Regions from separate parts of the Salmo salar genome. Here region 2 is linked to region 1. The links are chromatin contacts, called in public Hi-C maps. All regions are on one chromosome and are shown on one strand. The core of a region is the stretch at or near the end of the contact, and the rest is flanking DNA. Distances in the headings are between cores, read along the strand shown. Region 1 overlaps LOC106563143 (erbin). Region 2 holds the start of LOC106563143 (erbin).

Region 1 (6,919 bases), core at 2,006-4,505:
TTTGCGGGTACTATTTAATGAAGCTGCCAGTTGAGGACTTGTGAGGCGTCTGTTTCTCAAACTAGACACTAATGTACTTGTCCTCTTGCTTAGTTGTGCACCGGGGCCTCCCACTCCTGTTTTTATTCTGGTTAGAGCCAGTTTGCGCTGTTCTGTGAAGGGAGTAGTACACAGCGTTGTATGAGATCTTCAGTTTCTTGGCAATTTCTCACATGGAGTAGCCTTCATTTCTCAGAACAAGAATAGACTGACGAGTTTCAGAAGAAAATTATTTGTTTTTAGCCATTTTGAGCCTGTTATCGAACCCACAAATGCTGATGCTCCAGATACTCAACTTGTCTAAAGAAGGCCAGTTTTATTGCTTCTTTAATCAGAACAACAATTTTCAGCTGTGCTAAAATAATTGCAAAACACAACGTGCCATTTGAACACAGGAGTGATGGTTGCTGATAATGGGCCTCTGTACGCCTATGTAGATATTCCATTAAAAATCAGCCGTTTCCAGCTACAGTAGTCATTTACAACATTAACAATGTCTACACTGTATTTCTGATCAATTTCATGTTATTTTAATGGACAAAAAATGTGCTTTTCTTTCAAAAAACCAGGGCATTTTTAAGTGACCCCAAATTTTTTGAACAGTAGTGTACACCCCTTTTGGGTCCCCAGGACCACGATTTAAGAAACACTGGTCTTGCGGTCAACAAGGTGTGTCCTATGCATGTTAATCTGCAAATTGGGCCTAAACATTTTGCCATATCAGGATAGAAACAAGTTGGTGGCCGCCTCATGATTTTTGTATTTACTTGTTTGTCATTTACTTGTTTGTTTTTAATGGCGTTTCAATGCTCTTTTACGAGCTGCATTTCATCTTGCATTGCTCTAACAAATGAAGGGCTCAGTTTGTGTTGTGCAGAGGGAGTCCGCTATCTGTGCAGTAGAGACTCCACTTTGACATTTAGATCTGTGGATGATATCCAGTGCGATTTAACGTGCTCTCTTATCTCATATTTTTGTCTGTGGCTTTGGCCTTTGGACGTGGTGTGATTGACCAATGCTCTCATGTTTCTGCCATTTAGAAAGCAAGCACACACACACACACATTTTCTTTACTAAGTGAGCTTAACAAGACCATGTGTTTCCCATGCTCTTGTAATTTTAACTCTAACTTGGTTTAGGACTGACACCAGTGTTTCCCCAAATGTCAGTCAAAAGGACCCACTGGGTAGTGGGCAAATCCTCCTGTGTTGCTAATAAAGATGTAGCTTGGACTAGCCAGCTTGAGAGGCTTCAGGTTGGTGTTGCATTGTGGTGGATGAGGTGAATTCTCTCCATTGCGCTTCCATGTGAAGTGCTTTGAGCATTGGAATTCAATCTGTATTTGTGTGTATTCTAAGCCTACAAAAAAGCCTGACAGGCTGTCAATCAAACATGCAGTGTTTATGTTTGATTGGCCGATCTGTGCCTGTGTATTACCAGTCTCGGGCTGCTATGACATCCTGGCGACCCCAGAGCTTTGAGAGACTGAACCAATAAGGTGAAAGCTATAAGGCTGCATTCCTCTGCCCGGGGCCATGCATGTCTAAAGCAGCGTTAACGTACTGGGAGTTATTGAACAGAATAATTATGATGGGCATCTCAAAGGGAATTGAAATGAAGACGTACCCGGGTCAGTTTGCTGCTCAAATTAGGCAGTATTGGAAATCTTATCTTCTAGGGCTTGGAATTGCCAGCGACCGCATGAAAATTATATCCTGATATTTCGGTATCCGATGCGATATGTATTGCGACTCTCACGATTCTATATGTATTGCGATTCGATAATGTGATTTATTTTTTATTATACACGATTCAATGTCACGAGCATATTTCTCACCATATGTCTGCTGCCATGGGACGAGAGAGCCCTGACAAAACACGTTTTGATCAGTCATGGAAATAAAAGTGCCTTGTTTTAGTGCAGGTACAGCAATCTAGCACAGAAATATTGCGATATTGTCAAAACAATACGATATATTGTCAAAAATAATATCCCAATATGGAACTGTGTAGATTCCCCCCCCCCCCCATCACTATTATCTTGTTAGGTAGGCTATGTAGTGTTTTATATGAGGATGGCTGTTAGTTGGGCCGTATGGAATGGCATAATCAACGATGTCTCATAGTGGTGTGTGCTGCAACATTAGCCTGCGACTACATCCTCAGTTAAAACCCAGTGTTCCAAGACCTTTCTGATACTGAAGGAAGGACTGCTGCCAGATCCTAGCGAGGGAGACCGAGGGGGAGGAGAAGGGAGGAAGGGGAGAGGGTGAACGAGAGATACATAAACATGTTGTGCCAGTGAGTGACAGAACCAAGACATGGTGTTAGTGAAAACATTCCAATGGAGAAGTCAATCATAAAGAGAGATCCACATGTATCAAGTGTCTGTGTGTGTGTGTGTGTGTGTGTGTGTGTGTGTGGGAGAGAGAATCTAGTCTTCTAGCTAGCCCGGCGTGAGAAGGTTAGTGTGTATGTGAACTGTAGAGGGGGAGGAAGATGCTTTTAGAGTAGGGGTGTCGAACTCATTTTCCCCCTGGGCCGCATCGTCACCATTTTTGTAATTTTCTATGTTCCCTGACTGTCTAGTGATTATTAAAGCGCTGGACAATCAAGAAGCAGGACACATGTAGATCCATAGACAGTGCACAGGGATTATTAGAGCAGTCAAACTCTATGAATATACGTCCATTATCATTTCTACAGTTTCAATTTCATTTCAGTTCGTCCCCCACCCTTTGTGTTTGTCACCAAGATCAGATTACTAAGCCTCATTGCACCAGAGATTCAAAGGAAACAATCATGGTTTTGTTCTCCCCGGTCCCATAAGACCGCAGAGAATCGAGGACACTGGTGAGAACCAAAACCTTGGAAACTGGAAGAGCCGGTTCCGCTCGGGCCCCATGCTGCTGCCACTGATACCTACAACAGTGTCATCTTTCCACCCATTTCCATTGAAAGTCACTTCTATTTTCTCCACTCTGGGGCCTTTCTAGTGCATTCCCACGTTGTCGAGTGCCTCAGTGGAGACTTGAGTGCGGTTGTGTTCTTGGCCAGAGTGGTAAGCTGAGGAAGCGCTGGATGTGTGTGTGTGTGTGTGTGTGTGTACCGTGTGTTTAGTAGTAGGCCTACTTGTGTGTGTGTGTGTGGACCTCCCTAACCCAATATCATCCTCTGAATTATTGAGGAGCTGCCTGCACCTCTCCTGTGGTGCCTGCTGGGGGTGAATCCAGTGCAGAGGTGACCGGGTGACCGAGGTGACACTCACCGGGCGACCGAGGTGACACTCACCGGGCGACCGAGGTGACACTCACCGGGGTTGTAAGTCGCTCTGGATAAGAGCGTCTGCTAAATGACGTAAATGTAAATGGTTACGGACCGAGGTGACACTCACCGGGGTTACGGACCGAGGTGACACTCACCGGGGTTACGGACCGAGGTGACACTCACCGGGGTTTCGGACCTCAACAAGTAGTCCTGATCTAATGTCACCTAACATTAGCTGCATTTTGATTTCATTCAACATCAGCTTGGCTTTAACCTGGCTACTTTTCTGTTTCTACTTCAGCCATCTTCTAAGGAATTGTTTGGCATGACAGACGCTTCAATGGAAGTGTACTACAGTGTTTGTGAACAAGTTCATTATCAAGAAGACTGCATTGTCTGCGGTGAAATCATGAAACTACATGGCAGCTAGCCAGGCCTCCTAGCCATTGGCACTCCGCTGTTCCTTCACATTGAGGAAGCAGCCTTTTCTTTCCTCTCTTCTTCTAGCAGCCTCCCTCCCACCGTAGGATTTCTTTTTTTTTCTCCTACTTTCTTTTTCTCTTTTCTTTGGGCCTAATTCTCTGGGTGACGAGTTTTGTCATTGACCCAGCAGGCAGGCAGCATTCCTGCAGCAGCCTACAGAATCAGGATCAAAAAGCTCCTTCCGTAAGACTGCAAGACTTCTAGTCTAATCACATTCTAGCATATTAACCAGATAAATGCTGCTACCTTCTATAAATAACGCTATCCTGTCACATCAGACGCTGTGCGCCTCACATTTCCGCTCTACACACAAACACGCACTACTCACCAACTACTTCCCTTCTCTCATTTGAACAGCTCAGATGGGTCCTAAATGGCAGCCTATTCCTGATAGGCCCTGTTCAAAAGTATGGCACTATAAAGGGAATAGGGTGCCATTTTGGGAAACAGCCAGGGACACCCAGTCGCAAATGAACCCCTATCTCCCCCTAAGGTTAGGTTAGGTTAGAGAGGGAGCTAACCGGAGTGTTGTGTAATTGGTTCCCAGTGTATTTCAGTGGATGAACTTGAAGTGGGTCAGCGAGTCTCAGTTGGCCGGCAGAGACTGTTGGGAGATCTGCACATGCCCAGAGTGCGTGTGAACATGAACACACAGACAGTGAGAGATGGGGAGATGAATGGTAGCCCTGGAGACAGGAAGCTCTCTCTATCTGCTCAGGTTCCAGGTCAGCTGCAACCCCTCCTGCCTCCTTTATCACCCCATCCTCTCTGTCCAGACCACTGACTCCGGCACCGGGGACATGTCTGTCCGATGGCAGAGTACTGCAGTGGGAGATAACCGCTCTCTCCTCCTCCTGCCTCTCACCTAGCTACCCCCTTTTCTAATTCACCAGCTTTATTGGCCACTTGAGCTATGTTAGGATAAGGCAACTACAGCAGGTGCCAATTTTTGTGTGTGCGTTTTGTATGTTTGCGTGTCCTAGCTTAAATAATTGCCTGTGTTTAACACCGAAAATAGTCAACATCACCAGGGCAGTTTGGAAGAATGTGAACTGAAGGATCTCACTCCTTCAACACAGAGCAGGTTTCTACCACACTGTGTATGTAAGGGGTGGGGTGGGGTGGGTGGGGGGGTCTCTTTAGCCGCCCCTAACAGCAGTTGCCATGACGACGCCACTGACCTACGAGACGGTGGGTTACTGTCTGAAGGGGAAAGAGCTTTTACTGCTCCGAGGAGAGGAGGAGAGATGGGGGAGACTAATGACCTGCCCTTTGACCCAGTTCATTCACCATTACACCGGACCAGTGACAGACACCCGCATACAGACACAAAAAAACTTACACAACCAAACACGCAGAGGCCTGCAAGGAGTTTATATGCATATGGTGTATTTTTAAACCCACGGCCATTGACACACCTCTCACTTTAGCCACGCCACTGTTACTTAACGCAGTTATTATTGACACACGTACTACTTTTAAAAATGATTTGTTTATTCTATATTTGTTTTATTTAACCTTTTATTTGACTAGGCAAGTCAGTTAAGAACAACATCTTATTTACAATGACGACCTACCAAAAGGCCTCCTGCGGGGACGGGGAACTGGGATAAAAAAAAAAATATAGGCCAAAACACACATCACGGCAAGAGAGACACCACAACACTACATAAAGAGAGACCTAAGACAACAACATAGCAAGGCAGCAACACATGACAACACAACATGGCAGCAGCACATGGTAGCAGCAAAAAAACATTATTGGGCACAGACAACAGCTCAATGGGCAAGAAGGTAGAGACAACAATACATCACGCGAAGCAGCCACCACTGTCAGTAAGTGACCATGGTTGAGTCTTTGAATGAAGAGATGGAGATAAAATGGTCCAGTGTGAGTTTGTTGCAGCCCGTTCCAGTCGCTAGCTGCAGCGAACTGAAAAGAGGAGCGACCCAGGGATGTGTGTGCTTTGGGGACCTTTAACAGAATGTGACTGCCAGAACGGGTGTTGTATGTGGACAATGAGGGCTGCAGTTGGTGTGGAGGATGAGGGTCACTGTAGACATGTAAATGAGTACGTAGAGGGAAAATCGGCTAGTACAGAGAGCTTAGCATGTCTGGAAATGCTCTGAACATGAAGGCTCTCGCCAACGGCAAGGCCTGGGGAACGTTTTGTGGACCAGGGCAGGTATTGAAGGTTGCATCAGCCCCCAGAGGCTAGCTAAACCATGTTGCACTGTGGTGAGGCAACAGGCAGTGTACGTTTCTTGTTAATGAGAGCAGCCTATCAGGCAGCGTATGTCCTCAGGAAGCTAGCTAGCACTAACTCTGATTAAGGCTCTCTCGCTATGCTAACACTGTAGCTTAGCCTTAGCCTACCCTTCCTATCCCCATCACCCTTCCCCCCCATCCACCTGCTCTTCTTCAGTGTACTGCACTCTCTCTCTCTCCTTGTATGTAACCTATTCCTCCATTCTCCTGCTTTAGTTTCTGTGTCCGTCCTTCTCTCGTCCGGCCTCACCTCTGCGATTGAAGTATGTTCGTCATCTCTTGGCGCGCTGCCTTCCTTTTGACCTGACGTTTCCTTCTCTCTGCCGTTCGCACGCATCCCTCTTCCTCTCTTCTTCACGTCGCCCCTCTCCTCCTCACATACATCAGTCACATTCGCCCTTCCCTTCATGCACCTCATCTTCAACACCTATCCCTCTCTCCTCCTACACGCTCTCTGGCTCTCTGCGTCATGAATAACCTTTTAAGTAGTCAGCCAGCTACTCCATCTTGCTGTGAATGGAGTCCAGACCTCCACACACACACACTGTTGTCCTCTGATATACCTGATTACTCACAATGTAGGATGCTGACAGGCCCTTAGGGTTGTGTGTGTGCTCGTGTGTGAAATCAACACAACAGCCGCTGATGGCTGACAGTCTAATAGTAAATATGCCACGGTCCTCCAATGATTGGGTCCTGACAGGCCGACTTATCTGGGAAAGCCCCTGGTAAATAACAACCATGATGATATGGCTAGATGCCAGTAACAGTAGGTCAGTATAGAGATTACAAAAGGAGATAGTGTGAAGAACGAGGCATGGTCATTAGTATCTGGATAGTACAGACTGGTGCATGGGTTCC
Region 2 (6,919 bases), core at 1,926-4,425, 54 kb before region 1:
CTTGCAGTTGTAATTGCTGCAAAGGTGGCTCTACAAAGTATTGACTTTGGGGGGTAGAATAGTTATGCATGCTCAAGTTTTCAGTTTTTTTTGTGTTATTTCTTGTTTGTTTCACAATAAAAAATTATTTTGCATCTTCAAAGTGGTAAGCATATTGTGTAAATCAAATGATACAAACTCCCCAAAAATGAATTTTAATTCCAGGTTGTAAGGCAACAAAATAGGAAAAATGCCAAGGGGGTGAATACTTTCGCAAGGCACTGTACACAATTTATCATGATTTACTCTTATGTACCCACACACTCTAGTAGAGAGGAATATCTTGCATTTAAGCATTAAGTTTCTTTTGACTGACATGTTCTGTATGCCCATCTTATCATCAGGTGGTGAAGGAGTACAAGAGGGTGAATCTGGAGGCTGGTGGCTCTGTCGATGGAAGGGACATGCTGAAGACCTTCCTGGGTCGTGAACCTTGCCAGGATGCGTTCTTTCAATGCAAGGGATTGGCCAAAGCTGAGGGAACAATGAATGGTCATCACTGACCCCCCCTATCGCTCTCACTCCAGATGACAATATGTTTTTCTTTTTATACAGTTGATATACCTGATGTTATTGTATTGGAGTTGCCATGTTGTATTGTGTTAATTGTTTGAGCACTATAATAGTAAGGTGGGAGTGTTCACTCACTTAAAACGGCTTGTTTTTGTGTGAGAAATGCTGTGCTACCTTGGTATTTGATGTTATATTTTCAGTCTTACATACTGACAAAGCTTGGAACAGAAAAGGCAACTGCAAAAGTATGGTTATTTTTACTTGGTCAATGTGAAAAGTTATCTCAAAAAGATGACAATACATGTGTTATGTTTTCAGTGAAAAGTACTTTAATCATAATAACCCTTGTTACTACCACTAAGCTGTAAATTGTAAATAGAATTTGTTCTTAACTGACTTGCCTAGTTAAAGGTTAAATAAAAAAGAAGCTGTTTGTGAATTAATGAAATAACAGTCCTTCTGCTTTTTGTCTTTTCAATGGTCAGACTATCAAAACAAGCTCGATTAAATAAAACAGATTAACTACACCTTATGGAACAACGCGGAATGTGAAGAGACATACATTTTGTGTTGTAGATAGATTATTAGGAAGTCCGGGGGGCAGGAGGGGAACAGGGGGAGCAGGTATCTAGATGCCTAGTGGCTATTCAGCAGCCTGATGGTGTGGGGGTAGAAGCTACTGGCACTCTGACAGTTTTTGCCATGATGCTCCTATACTGCCCACATCTGAGTGATGGAAGCGAGGAGAACAGCCCGTGGCTCAGGTGTCTGATGTCCTTGATGATCTTCTTGGCCATCCTGCGGCACCTGGTGTTGTAGGTGTCCTGGAGGGCAGGCAGTGTGCATCCAGTGGTTCATTTGGCTGAACGTACCAACTGTAGAGCCTTGCGGTCAGCGGCGGTGGAGTTGCTGTACCAGGCTGTGATGCACCCAACAGTATGATCTCAATGATGCTCCTGTAGAACACTGTGAGGGCCCTCGAGGACAGGCAGAGTTTCTTCAGTGTCTGTGTGGTTTGACCATTTCCGCTCCTCTGAGACGTGTATGCCAAGGAACTTGAAGTTTTTGACCGTCTCCACGGCAGTCTCGTTGATGAGGATGGGAGCATGCCCAGCCTGGATCCTCCTGATGTCCACAATCAGCTCCTTTGTTTTGCTGACGTTGAGGGAGAGGTTGTTTACCTGGCACCATACCGTCAGAGTGCCTAGGCTCTCTCGTCATTGTTGGTAATCAGGCCTACTACTGTCGTGTTGTCCCTTATGAAAAAAGATTGCAGTCAGAGTGCAGTATAACTGCAGTACACTGCAGTATAACGGCAGTTAGTGTGCAGTAGAGCTGAAAATACTGTGTCCAAAATCAAATAAAAATTCTGCTGTAATTTTGCAGTGTAAGTGCACTTAGGGTGCAGTATTCTGCAATTACTGCGTCCAAAATACCTGTCAACTGCAGCTACTGCACTTTTACCACAGTTTCAAAACTGCAATCTGTTTTGTAAGGGGTCAACGAACTTGATGATATTGGAGTGGGAACTGTGTGATGCCACGCAGTCTTGGTATACAGGGAGTGGTGTGATGATATGTAGTGGTGTAATGACATATTATGTACTGTTTTTTTTTTTTTTGTTATGTGCCTTAATGTGTTTGGACCCCAGGAAGATTGGCAGCAGCTAATGGGAATCCTTAATTAATACAAATACTGTTTTGTGTGTATGTATGTATGTGTGTGTGTGTGCGCGCGTGCGTGCGTGCGTGCGTGCGTGTGTGTGTGTGTGTGTGTGTGTGTGTGTGTGTGTGTGTGTGTGTGTGTGTGTGTGTGTGTGTGTGTGTGTCCACAAGAGGGAGACAGAACATCATACATCACACTGACCATTGTACATTATGGCCAGTTTCCAGGGTCGGGATGAAGATTAAAACTAAAAAGCACTTCAATGGAGATTCTCAGTTGGACATGCTTTTCAGTCCAGAGGTAGATGTGTTCCTGGTCTGGGAAACCACTCTCTGGCTAAAGGCTGGAACATCGTAGAAAAATCTCAATTTCAAATCGAATTTGCCCACAAGGTGATGTCTAAAACATATTCTTTCAAATGCAGTTCATATTCGTTCAAATGCAGTATATACTATTGCACTTTTAGCTACATTGATGCTCTTCAGTCTCTCTGTTGTATTTGGGAGTAATTATTTATGTCATGTCACAACAACGCTTATTTCCCAATGTATCTTCACAGGGGATCAGTGGATAATTACTTTAATCTATTCAAATGGTATCAGCGGTTATTACATCAAAGAAGGGAGGGAAAATAACTCGATTATGATTATGCATCAGTGACACATTCCATCACTATCATCGCTTTACTCTGTTTGACTGACTGTACCCCTTTGTCATGTGCATATCCCTCAATGGACCTAATGCAAGTCTTGTTCACACAACAACAAATGTACATTGTTTTCTTTTGTAAAATAACATCTAAAATAACCTTCCAAGTAATTGTGAGCAGTAAGTATCATAACAGCGAAAAATATACTGTAAAATATGTCCTAGCTACCTCTCCACAAAGCGTATTGGTGAACATAATTTACAAACGACTGATACACCAGTTTCATTGGTTACATCAACATGCCCATCAGATGCAGGGTTGTCGTTGCCCCCACTGGATTTACTGACTGGGCCAACGATACAGCAGCATACACTGGTGTTGGCTTGACAGTCTGTGGCCAACTCTGTGTTTCGTCGTGAATTGTAGCGTGTTTTTACTACAAACAAGATGTATGTATAATTTTTTGAATGGCAAAAAGAACGGGAGATTAGGATTGAAAACATTTCGGCGCGGCGTTCTTCAAAGGAAAGGATTCTTCTTTCGTGGTGGTGGATTTTTTTGTTGTTGCTTGTAGCAATTTCATTGGCTGTTGTGGACATTTTGGATTCATTTTAATGTTCCTTTTTATATTTTTAACCCAAATATCTTATCAAATCGAATACTTGTGTGTCCCACGTTTATTTTAGTCATTACTTTTTGTTTGTCTGACACACTGGACACTGTTTTTCAGCGAGACGCAAACTCGGAATGCTAAACAACTTTCGAGGGGATTGGTCTCTCGCGAAAGAATGCGTTTGCTAACTGGATAGCTAGCCAGTTATCTAGCTAGCTAACGCTAAGTGTACTTTGAGTGGATGCTTGAAGGGGAAAACGTAGTCGGCCAGCGAATTTATACAGTTGAAAAGTTTCGTGGTTTTTAAGCAATTTCCGGACTTTATAACAAATTTGACATTATTTTACGGTAAGTGAAATCAGTTAACAACACTTGTTCTACCATTACCACTTTGCTGTAACGCGTTAGCTAGCTAGCAAACTAGCGGTTGGCTAGTGTGGTTCTTGGTGTGTGTGTCTGTGTGTGTGTTCTCGCTAACTTGCACTCTTCACAGGTGGATTTCCTTACGAAAGTGTTGGCAAGCTCACAATTACTAATGGAATGGCTTTGGCTAGTTAGCTATATTCTGTTATAGCAAACTAGATAGGTTGTTGTTAGTTTTACAGACTGGAATATCACAATCTGACAATTACTATTGTTTTTGTTTTCCTAAACTGGAATGTCAAATCTACCGTGTACTTTCTGTTTTAACTATGTAACCCTAACCCTACTAGCTAGTAGGCGACCAACAACCCAATTAATTGCTATCTGACAATGTTTCATGCTGGCTAACATATTGGATAATGCAGTCGTTCCATAGGCGTGACACAGATAAAGGCATGAGACCTCTTTATTGACAATCAGTATAATGCGGAAGGAAATAAGAGGCCAATAGAACTGTAAATAACGAGATTAAATGCATGTTGTTAATCACTTCATGTGCCGAATACCTTCAGTTCGTGTTTTAGGACAGATGTCTTGACCTGTACTCGACATCTTGGCTTTTTCATTAGCTTTCACCTTTACTAATACGATTAGCCAGGCTAATTTTAATCTGCTGGGTTTGATCATGTATTTTAATGCAAGCCAGTGAGGCTAATCTCACGACGGATTTATCTGATATGGTAACCTTAGTGTTAAAAATGGAGTTATCCAATGACATTCTCATTCTAGAATGATTAGCTAGCTAGACCGAAACCCTACAATGACTCTGGGATTTTAAAATGGGAGGTGTACATTTTATAAAACCATGAAGCTGTGAATTTCTATTTAATATGCAAACATCTATGATTTTGTATTTACCCTGGATAAGTAGGCTATTACAAGCTTTACCTGTGAGTCACCGTATGCTTTGTCTATGCCAAGTAAAACCTGTTTGAATTTATAATTTTTTTTAAAAATGTATGACTGCTTTGTGTAGCTTTTGTGGTTAGTGAGTTTAGATAATTAGCAGGTGATGAATCTAGCAAACAAGATAAGGTTGATTCAGGGGATTGTAGGCTCTTGGTAGGCAGGCTCATCTTCACTGGATTATCAGGCTGACTATTTAGCACCAGCACACACACACTTACCCAGGCCAAACTAACACCTCAGGTTATTAGAACTGTCCAAAGGTGATCCTGTTGCTTTGACATCTGAGCCATCCTGGTAACAGGAAAATGAAAGACAAGGCACGGGGGTGAATTTTGGTGGCCTCTGGTACATTCTAATGCTAAATTATTGAATACTTTAACAACTTTACCTCACAGATTGGTAAAATGTGTTGTGATATTGACTAGAAAGACATGACTTGCAATTAACATTTCTGGAAAATGGTGCTTGGGCGGTATACCGTATATACCAGGGTATTTGGAAAAAGACATGGGATGGTTACCCAAAACAGCGATTTGAGCCAGTCACGTGTTTGTTTACAAAAAAGCACAACGAGCAAAATGGGAGCTTCGTGAGGTAAGTCACTCCTGCAGCAGAACTTAAGTGAGGTGATCAATTTACACTTGTATGAAATTCAGTACTGTTTGTCAGCTATATAGATTATAACTATTAAGTTAGCTATCTAAGATGTGCCAAATAAATTCTCTCCATCTGGTTTCTGTTAGCCTGCAAGTTTAAGCTTCTTGGTAACAGCGCCATCCTCTTACAGGTAGTTTAGAATTTCATAGCAATGTACAGCAGTGGACGTGAGTGAACATATTACACGCAATGGTCCTCGGCTCCCTCTCTGATTGCAGTCCTGTAGAACAGCCAATTCAAATTTGGCCCATGTTGAATTATTTGTTCTTTGACTAGGCTTGTTGGTAAGATTGATTGTGATTTTGGTTTTAGACTGACCATGGTTTTGTTGAAGTCTTGTAGGCAAAGTGTAGGCTGTAGCATTTCCTTTCCTGGCATGTTCATACCGGTTACCAATGCAAGGTTTAATAAGAAAATGTATGAGGGTGATTTGATTGTATAATCAGATTTGACCAACCAAGCCTTGCTATAAGGAAGTAGGCCACTTGTATTTTGGCAGTGGTGGAAAAAGTACCCAATTGTCATTCTTTAGTAAAAGTAAAGATACCTTTTTAATAGAAAATGACTGAGGTCAAGTGAAAGAGGTCAGATCATGACGTCGGTGCTTTTCAGGTCAGAAAGTCAGAGCTCTAGAAAGATGCCAGAGTTTCCGACTTGGATTTCCAAGATGGATGACCGGTTCTTTTTTATTTTTGGAGTTTCCAGTTGTCTTGAAGGCACTGAAGTCAGATATTTCCTAGTTCCCAGTTGTTTTGAACACAGAATAAGTCTCAGCGGAGGGTCCGCCTCTCATGGTCCCTGCTCTCTCCTTTCTTCCGGTGAGGCTGACCAGAGAGAGGGGACACCATCTTCCTTATGAAAACGCAGGGCTATCGATACACTTGACTACTCATTCATTGCAGCGCGAGTGGAAGTAGGGAGAGGCATGTTTTGTAATAGTGTTGAATAAAAACAGTGACAGTGCTGAATAAAAACTTAGACATGAACTCACTCATAAAAACAGCAGGTCTTTGCTGTATTCTTTGACAGTCGCTCTCTGGTCATGGTTTTAAAAGTTATGTAATCTCATGTAGGCTGGTATCAAACTTTGCTGTGGCCGGGATCGTGGAAGCTGTAGGCACAGTGATTTGACAGTGATTTGAGCTATCTGATTGGCCCATGCAGTAGGCACATTCGATTTAGCCACAAATCTCCCGGTCTGCGGGGTAGGCTTTTTTTTTCTTTTTTTTTTCTCCCCACTTCTTTTCAGACAAATGAAATGGTTCAAAATGGGAACACGGCCTACCCGATGTGTAGGGCTTTTGAATCAAGTGCACCTACTGTCAACAGCGCAGGCCTTTAATGCCTTTATCATTGGCTTTTCTACAGAAATGTTTGGTAAACGACTAGGAATGCCTTGAAGATGGCGATCGACCGGTTGGTGACCACTGCTCTAGATAGCCAAAGCCACA

The links. Hi-C and Micro-C count contacts between places; a contact is called where the count stands out from the background.
Region 2: a contact with region 1 is called in a Hi-C map of gill, with 3 times the contacts expected there. The contact joins the promoter of LOC106563143 here to the enhancer-like site in region 1. A contact is called at or near these places in 2 of 3 Hi-C or Micro-C datasets (gill and muscle).

The regions. Positions count from the first base shown.
Region 1 is chrssa11:74,146,802-74,153,720 of Ssal_v3.1, reverse strand. The region is part of intron 2 of LOC106563143 (erbin); the gene reads left to right. Among protein-coding and RNA genes, the nearest start is that of LOC106563143, 54 kb to the left of the region's middle. Within about 2 kb of position 3,255, at least 4 of the 13 cell types and tissues checked have an H3K27ac peak or open chromatin away from gene starts, as enhancers often do. A contact at or near this core is called in gill, where this site is marked.
Region 2 is chrssa11:74,200,373-74,207,291 of Ssal_v3.1, reverse strand. LOC106563143 (erbin) reads left to right here and starts at 3,175. Exons shown (of 28, transcript XR_001319187.2): 1 at 3,175-3,827. It also overlaps the pseudogene LOC106563149.